Regions from separate parts of the Mus musculus genome. Here region 2 is linked to region 1. The links are chromatin contacts, called in public HiCAR-type maps. All regions are on one chromosome and are shown on one strand. The core of a region is the stretch at or near the end of the contact, and the rest is flanking DNA. Distances in the headings are between cores, read along the strand shown. Region 1 has its middle 22 kb from the start of Gm30789. Region 2 has its middle 96 kb from the start of Armc1.

Region 1 (4,554 bases), core at 1-2,500:
ATACAGGCTGGGTTAAGTTTCAAGGATTGTTTATTTATTAGCTTCTGATCTTGAGCCTCAGTGTTTTTACTCGTCAATGGACTAAATGGAGTACATGTCTTATTAAGATAAGGGGCATGGACGTCATTTAACATGCTTCTTAGTGTTTACTAACTGCATGGCAAATGGCAGTTGCTCCTATGAGAAGGAGCCATTGCGAGTGGAAGGAAGACGCTGAAATGACCAAGAACTGTTATGGTGGTTAAGGGTTCTTCCATGGCAAGTTGGAGTATGACATGTTACACTTGGTCATTTGAGCATCCACCCTTGTTGAAGCATGATGTAAGGATTGCACACATTGTTGATGCTACTGCAGACACTTTATGGACCCAGCATATTTTGCTCCATTCCTGCAAATATAGTTGTTTCCTTCCCAGACTGAACTGATGTGTATGTAAAGGCCACACTTGTAATACCTTTCGTTGATTCATGTTTCTCCCAGTTTGAAATATATGTGACAGCCGGACGGTGGTGGTGCATGCCTTTAATCCCAGCACTTGGGAGGCAGAGGCAGGTGGATTTCTGAGTTCGAGGCCAGCCTGGTCTACAAAGTGAGTTCCAGGACAGCCAGGGCTATACAGAGAAACCCTGTCTCGAAAAAGCGAAAAAAAAAAAAAAAAGAAAAAAGAAATATATGTGACTAAGAATGTTGTTGGCCTATTACATACATGTATGAAAAACAAGCATATTTTTCACTTCTGTTTTTGCAAAAAAAAAAAAAAAAACCTTCTGTAATTTCAACTTTCATATTATCTTTGTACTCCTTCCCCCTACTTAATCTTTTCCAGAAATTGAAAGAGTTGATCCTCACTTGCTATTTTCAGTTAACTGGTTTCATCTACAATGATTTGTTTTATGTGGCAGCATTTTTAGGTGCCAGATGCCTAAAACACATAGGTTAAAAGCAGGTCAATTTCAATACAAGGCTATCATTTTACAGCTTAATGAATATATTTACAAACTCCATAGTAACAGGCTTGTTAACAGAGGCACAGTGAAAATTTTTCCTCAGCATATACTTCAGTATAAAAATATTTGCTTCAGATCCTACCCACCTATTGGCTGCTAAGGCCCAGCACTTGAATGCATGGCTTGTGGAAGTTTGAAGTGGAAGAAAAAGAGATGTAGCTTGGGGCTCTTGTTAATGGTTACAGCCTCCTCATTACCGGCAGCCAAGGCTGGCAAAGTCCACAAGAAACAGCAGGGCTTAAATAGCTCACTGCTAATCCTAGCAGGGTTCTTGTCAGTCAAATACATTCACTGCGTACCTATTGTGTGCAGAGAACATCTTTTTACTTGCCAATTCCACACTGAGAGGTTGGTTAGCTCTTTTTATCTTTATGACCTGCAGACTGGTAACAGCCTTTCTAACAGTGTGTTCATTTTAACAATAATTTATTCCAATAAAAAAAGGTGGATGTTCCCTAGATATAGCCACCATATGCCCTAAATTTTCTGTGATAAACTTAATTTCATGTAGTTTTATTTTCCTTCCAATAAAGGCAATTAGTGAAAGACAATGAAATGTGATTTCAGTGTTTCCTATTGTTCTCAGGTTTTATACAATGAGTTGATGAATCAGAAAAAAATGCTAGATTATGTTTATGGATGTCTAATTTGGGAATTATGGTTGCTGGGTACCATGGTGTTCTTTACAAATGGGATTATCTTTTACATTTTGCACAAAACTCATGTTTCAGATTCACATAAGCCGGAATCACAGACAGCTTTGTTCCAGTAATGTCTTTTTACTCCTCCAGTAAGGACCTCTCTGAGATAATCAAGGATCTCACATATCAAGAAAATTTAGATTTCAAAAGACCTAACTTACTTTGCCACAAACAACAGTGTTCACAGAGTCACAGATTTGGACAGATCAGTCAAGGTTGGTAGCAATTCACTGACTTTAGAACTGGTTTTGTCTCCATTCCTGTCTTCTGGGTAGTCTTTCTTCTTAATCTCTACAGACCATCATGGCACCTCCCATGAGCCATCAGTGTCTCCATGTGGCCTCATTGGTTCTAGAACTTGCATCTTCACACCTCTCTGGTGAAAAGTTTTGTTGTGTGCCCTCCTTGGAAGAAGGAAGCTCTTCATCCCCAGCAGCTCAACAAATATCTACACTATGTTTAGTTACTGTGTTGGTTCTCCTTGTCCAGAGTCATGATACACAGAAATCTTAAGCCAGCTAGCTCCCCTGTAACATTTTGGAGTAAAATAAGTCTTGTGCGCAGCATTTCAGATGACTAAAAGCTATTCTTCTAAAGCAAGCTTGAGTTCTGTTATGAGGAGATATGAGCGATCTTGACAAGATAAAATGACAAAACTTTTCTACAAATCTTCTACAAAGCCACAATTTCCTGAAATAAAAGTCTACACTGTAAAAATAGTAACATATGTTTATCTGTGAACTAGGAGTGTTCCGCTAGACTCACATGCTATAGAAAGTTTCTACCTCCATTAGCCAAAATTTTATGCCTCAACAAAGTGGTTCCTAGAGATCTTGGGTTCACTTATAAGTTGTAAAAATTATAAGCCTTAAATCAGGAAACTCCAAATGGCCACAAGGAAGATTTATAATACTAATATTTCCTTTTAGAACTACAGGGCTTATGGAGACAATGTAGGTTCTTCTGTTCACTGAAAGAGAGAAAAATTCTAAAATTATGGCTCTAAGGTAATAAATACTCTTAATATAGTGTCTCTCAAACTTGCTTCATTGTAATGATTACCCAGGGACCTGGGAAGGGAGGAAGGTCAGTACAAAAGGAGAAAGCATGACAAGGGACAAATAAGATCAAGGTTGTATGATAAAGCCTTAAGAAATAAGTTTATATTTATGTAAAATTATACACAGTAAGTATAAGTGGATCTCTCTCTCTTCTCTCTCTGTCTCTTATCTCTCTCTCTCTTTCTCTGACTGTCTGTGTGTGTGTGTGTGTGTGTGTGTGTGTGTGTGTGTGTGTGTGTGTGTGAGTGTGTGTGTGTGTGGATAGATTAAAGGAAGATTTGTCACTATTTGAACGAATAGTGTTTCCTACAAGAATTATAAACAAACCCCAGTATTACATACAAAAAAACCTTCTTTTGAATAGTTGGTAAGAGCAGTGCAAGTAACTCCCAAAATAATATAGACTATTAATACTGCCCTTGTTTGTCTCTCCTATTGCTGAAGATATCTATCATAAACATAGAACACAGGACTCAATTTGTTTGATCTGGATGAAACTTGAAAGTTTCCTTCCTTAGTTTAGCTTCAAAAATACTATGCAAGCTTTCAAAAGACAGAAACAATTAATAGGTCTACCCAGCTGTGATACCTATGAACTAGAATAATGACCAACATAGCAAAATGTCCATAGAGTTGTAGTAAGTAGAATTCATGTTTGTGGTAATCAGTAACTGTTTAAGTCAAATTAAGGCCTACTCTCTCTCTCTCCTTCCTGCTGTCCTCTCTTCTTCTCCCTCCTTCCTCCTTCCCTCCTCCATCTTTCCTTCCTTACTTTCTCCCTGCCCCCATTTAATGTGTCTTTCTATGAAATACTCATATAGCTTAGGCTAGCCTTGAACTTCTTGCAATCCTGCCTCAGCCTCCTGAATCCTGAGATTATTAGAGTACTCAGTCACACCTACTAGAAACTATTTTCTGATTTCAAAATTCCTAAAATGAGGAGACTGATAAATTTTCTTCAGCATTTATTGTAGCACAAATGTCATATTCATATATAGGCACGAATGTTAATGCTATGTTTGAAACATGCCAGCAGGCCACTGTAGTTTAGGTAAATCACACTGCAGTTCAGATAGATCACACTTTCCCTAAAAGATCATAGCAGGATACATTTGTCACCCATTTTCACAGACATAGATAATTTTTGATTCCATTGTTTCTTTTCTTTTTCTTTTTTGTTTTTTTCCAGACAGGTTTTCTCTGTGTAGCCCTGGTTGTACTAGAACTCAGAGATCTGCCTGCCTCTGCCTTCCAAGTTCTGAGATTAAAGGTGTGTGCCACCATTGCCCAGCTATTGTTTCTTTTATAACATCACTCTCTCAGTGCAATGATTCATATCCCATGAACAGTGCTATCACAGTGCCTTTTTTCAAGGTAAAATCTATGGATGCAACATACTATGGGGTTTTTATTTTAAACCCTGAGACCTAATGATGGAAAATGCATGAATATTATTTCAACTTAATTTTTAGAATTCTATCGCTTTTATTGAGTTAACATTAGATACTGTATGCTATCCACATATGGCTTTTGAGTGGAAAGTGTCAGGAGATTCTTAGAACACAGAAACACAATCTACTTCCTTTTCCTTCCTGGTTGGTAGACCAATACTGAAAAACTCTCTTCTCCTTAATACCAAGATGTCAGGAGCATGTCATTCTGGTTTTGGGTCTTCAAAAAGACTATACTAGGTAATATATATATATTCAAATTTAAAAGTAAAAATCCAATGCTGTTTGGAGACTGGGTAAGCCTTACCAAAATGATATTCCATCATCGGGAAA
Region 2 (5,009 bases), core at 1,003-3,502, 400 kb before region 1:
TTCCTTTCTCCCTGTTCTTGCTGGCACAAGACCCTCTTCAATTCTTTGGAGCTGATGTTGCGTTCCACTCACCTGTGATCCCGAGGTCCCGGGTGTGCTAGGCCCCAACTCTGAAGTACAATGTGTCTTCAACAGTAGGGATTGACCTTCCCCTTCTAGCAATAACCAAATGCAACAGCAACAGGCTGTGTGTTTAGAAGTCTTCTGGACAACCCTGGACAACAGCTCGAAAGAGGCCTTCTCATGACTGGGACTTTTTAAGTTTTAGGTGGCATTTGATTCTTGGAAGCATTGTCAGCCTAGATGAGAAAAGTTTGTTAAAACTATGTATGTATATTTATACACAGGATTATGTATATTATAGTTTTTTCCCTTGTTAGGTAAATAGTTAATAGCATGATTCTTTATGGGATATTTTAGACATCCTTATTGTTATTTTACCTTCTTCTCTCCTTCTGTATTTCTGTGTCTCCCCTACTTTAGAAGCCCTTGCCCTTCTCATTTTCCCTGTCAAGTCACTGTTTCCATGTTTATGGGGTATAGTATGATCATTCAAACCATGAATACAATCTATAATATTTAAGTCAAAACTATGACTAAGTTAAGTTTATTGGTATTTTCATCTCAAATACTATTAAATTTTGTATTAGGTTTATTTGAACTCTTTTAGTTGGTGTGTGTGTCTGTGTGCATGTGTGTAGAAACCTTAGTGGGTACACCACAATGTGTCAATATCAAATTAAGGAATGAAAACAGAAACTTCTTCCTAAGTTTAAGTTGACCAAGAGTGAACCCAAATTTGAATTCTTCACTTCTCTTCCCCGATCTTCTGTCTGCCTATAGTTCATGGTTACTGGCCATGTATTTGTAATGTGTATCTAATGTTTATTGTACTTGTCTGATCTATTGATTGTGGCATTGTTTCTGTCTCCTTGTGCTTGTCTGACATGTATCTGTCCTTAACAAAAACTTTTGTTTTGTACTTATTGAGTAGCACAAAAAACATGGCATGAGAAAGGAATGAAGGATACTTTTTGCAAAACTCTTTTAACAAAGTTTCATGAGGAAACAAGTTACTTCACTGACCTCAACTGACCCAGAATAGCACTCAAAACGACAAATGTGTTATCAACCTATATCCACATGTTACTTCCAATATTTATGCTATATTTGTTTTGTTTAAGGTTGTTTTCAACCTAGTGGCTTGTGACGACAGGAGGAGGAAGACTTCCACAATTTGCTCTTGCACAGGCACACACAAGGCATAGTAAGATTGATTATGTTGTTTTCCCAACGGTAGGTTAAAATTAAGCAGGCTTTGCACACTAGGGTAGCAGGGCGAGTACACGATCTTAAATGGTCTTAAATGAACTCAAGGTATATTATTAACTTGGCTGCAAAGTGGCAAAAGTTCATTCTTTTCGAAGGTGAGACATTTTCAGAAAAATTTCTCACTATACAATTCCTGTTTTCTGAGTGCTGGGGTTACAGAGGTCTTCTATGAAAACCAGCAACTCCTTTAGTTCTTCATAAAATAAATAATAAACTATAGTTACTGTTTGAAGAGTGTGAGAGTACACTTGGATTTTGGTGCCCATTTGTTGGATGATTTACTGAAATGGAACGTAGTAAGCTAGGCCCAGCAAGTAGGTACCATATAAATGGCCCTTTTACAGGTCTGTTTATCCTCTGTTGGGGGTGGGGCAGGGGCAGGGAGGTAAATGACACCCAGGGAAGCAATGATGGAAAAGTATCCTCTGTGACCCTGGGAAAGCCAGAGACTAGTACTGATCCACATTTCACAGAAGTGTCCTGCTGGCTTTCCTGTTTGAAGAGGCCAGCTTACTCCTTTACATAACAGCATGGACTATTATGAGGACCTGGGAGCCAAGACTTTCCCAACATGACATTAAGAGCTTCTGAGAGTCTAGGGCAAGGAGGGACCAGAGCCAATGCAGACAGGGTACATCCCTTTGCTTCCATGTTCCACGTCATTAGCCTGTTTTGTGATAGGCTAGGCTTCATCTCAGGTTTTCTTTCATTTTTACCCGCCCCCCATTTGTTCTTTACAAGCTTTGGAATGTGTGAGTAGCATCAGAATTTATCAGTTTTCCTTGCTCTTTGCTTCTGTGAACCACTTGTCAAGACAGCGTGACCTTTTCCAATCAATTTCTTACGAAGCCTAGAGACTAACTAGCCTTCAAACCTGCTTCAAGAGGTCAAAGAGTAGGTTTTACTTGATGACAAGCTGGAAACATCAGCTGCTGTTAATAATTTTCACTGTGTTTACCTAAGTGCATGTGTACTTTGATCTGTGTTACAATTGAGGCATCAGTCTCTCTTCTAAAATTCTCACTGCTTTAACAGCATAGGTTCATGGACACAGGAATTTATCTATCATGTACAAACTAGGTTATAAATTAGTCCATTTTTGAGCAGGACCCAGGCACCCAGGAACTCTACCCAACCAGTGGCACCCTTTCCTTCCGGTCTGGGCCAGTGCCCTGAACAGACCTTGGGCACAAACTCTGCAGCCAGTCTCACAACACCCAGAAGAAGCTCAAATCCCAGCTGTTCTAATAAACCCAGGAGCCAAGGATCCTAGAATCCCAGGAGCTTGGTCACACCAGGATCTCAGGGTCTCAGAGGCAGTTTGAATCCCAGGAGCTTTGACACACCCAGGATCTCAGGATCACAGAATCATGGGACCACAGAGACAGCTGAACTCTTAGGAATTCTGACACAACCAGGATCAGAGGAAGGACAGGCTCCAGTCAGATATATCGAGGGCAGGTAACACTAGAGATAATCAGATGGAGGGAGGCAAGCATAATAACATAAGCAGCAGAAACCAAGGCTATTTGGCATCACCAGAACCCAATTCTCCCACCATAGCAAGTCCTAGATACATCATCACACTGGAAAAGCAACGTTCAGATCTAAAATCACTTCTTATGATAGTGATAGAGGACTTTAAGAAGGCCATAAATAATTCCCTTAAAGAAATACAGGAGAACACAAGTAAACAGCTTGAAGCCCTTAAAGAGGAAACACAAAAATCCCTTAAAGGATAATAGGAAAACACAACCAAAAAGGTAAAGAAACTGAACAAAACCATCCAGGATCTAAAATTGGAAATAGAAACAATAAAGAAATCACAAAGGGAGAAAACCCTGGAGATAGAAAAACTAGGAAAGAGATCAGGAGTCATAGACGCAAGCATCACCAACAGAATATAAGAAATAGAAGAGAGAATCTCAGGTGCAGAAGATACCATAGAAAACATTGATACAACAGTCAAAGAAAATACAAAATGCAAAAAAGCTCCTAACCCAAAACAATCAGGAAATCCAGGACACAATGAGGAGACCAAACCTAAGGATAATAGGTATAGAAGAGAGTGAAGATTCCCAACTTAAAGGGCCAGTAAATATCTTCAACACAATTATAGAAGAAAACTTCCCTAACCTAAAGAAAGAGATGCCCATGAACATACAAGAAGCCTACAGAACTCCAAATAGATAGGAAAAAAGAAATTCCTCCCGACACATAATAATCAAAACACCAAGAAATATTATTAAAGCAGTAAGGGAAAAAGGTCAAGTAACATATAAAGGCAGACCTATTAGAATTACACCAGACTTCTCACCAGAGACTATAAAAGCCAGATGATTCTGGGCAGATGTCATACAGACCCTAAGAGAACACAGGCTACTATACCCAGCAAAACTCTCAATTACCATAAATGGAGAAAACAAGATATTCCACGACAAAACCAAATTTACACAATATCTTTCCATAAATCCAGCCCTACAAAGGATAATAGATGGAAAATAGCAATACAAGGAGGGAAACTACGCCCTAGAAAAAGCAAGAAAGTAATCTTTCAACAAACCCCAAAGAAGTCAGCCACACAAATATAATTCCATCTCTAACAAGAAAAACAGGAAGTAGTAGCAATCACTTTTTCTCAATATCTCTTAAAATCAATGGACTCAATACCCCAATAAAAAGACATAGACTGACAGACTGGATACGTAAATAGAACCCAGCATTTTGCTGCATATAGGAAACTCACCTCAGTGAAAAGACAGACACTACCTCAGTGTAAAAGGTTGGAAAACAATTTTCCAAGCAAATGGTCCCAAGAAACAAGCTGGAGTAGCCATTCTAATATCAAATAAAACCGACTTTCTACCAAAAGTTACCAAAAAGGATAAGGAAGGACACTTAATACTGGTCAAAGGAAAAATCTACCAAGATGAACTCTCAATTATGAATATCTATGCTCCAAATGCAAGGGCACCAACATTCATAAAAGAAACTTTACTAAAGCTCAAAGCACACATCACATCACACACAATAATAGTGGGAGACTTCAACACCCCACTTTCAGCAATGGACAGATCATGCAAACAGAAACTAAACAGAGATACAGTGAAACTAACAGAAGCTATGAACCAAATGGATCTAACAGATATTTATTAAACATTTTATTCTAAAACAAAAGGGTATACCTTTTTCTCAGCACCTCATGGTACCTTCTCCAAAACTGACCATTTAATTGGTCATAAAACAGGCCTCAACAGATACAAGAAGTTGGAAATAACCCCATGCATTTTATCAGATTATCACAAACTATGGCTGGTCTTAAATTCCAACAAAAACTATGGAAAGCACACATACACATGGAAGCTGAACAATGTTCCACTCAATGATAACTTGGACAAGGAAGAAATAAAGAAAGAGATTAAAGACCTTTTAGAGTTTAATGAAAATGAAGCCACAACATACCCAAACTTATGGAACACAATGAAAGCAGTCCTAAGAGGAAAACTCAGAGCTCTGAGTGCTGCCAAAAAGAAACTAGACAGAACATACACTAGCAGCTTGACAGCACACCTGAAAGCTCTAGAACAAAAAGAAGCAAATATACCCAAGAGGAGTAGATGGCAGGAAATAATCAAACTCAGGGCTGAAACAAAATATCAACCAAATATAAACAAAAA

The links. HiCAR-type assays count read pairs that join an accessible place to other places.
Region 2: a contact with region 1 is called in a HiCAR-type map of kidney, with 4 times the contacts expected there. The contact joins two enhancer-like sites. A contact is called at or near these places in 1 of 484 Hi-C or Micro-C datasets (cerebral cortex), 1 of 115 datasets of contacts at active chromatin or transcription factors (kidney) and 1 of 9 other capture datasets (embryonic stem cells).

What each region holds. Positions count from the first base shown.
Region 1 is chr3:18,662,612-18,667,165 of GRCm38.p6, reverse strand. No RefSeq gene overlaps it. Among named protein-coding and RNA genes, the nearest start is that of Gm30789, 22 kb to the right of the region's middle. Within about 2 kb of position 1,250, at least 5 of the 459 cell types and tissues checked have an H3K27ac peak or open chromatin away from gene starts, as enhancers often do. A contact at or near this core is called in kidney, where this site is marked.
Region 2 is chr3:19,064,819-19,069,827 of GRCm38.p6, reverse strand. No RefSeq gene overlaps it. Among named protein-coding and RNA genes, the nearest start is that of Armc1, 96 kb to the left of the region's middle. Within about 2 kb of position 2,252, at least 6 of the 459 cell types and tissues checked have an H3K27ac peak or open chromatin away from gene starts, as enhancers often do. A contact at or near this core is called in kidney, where this site is marked.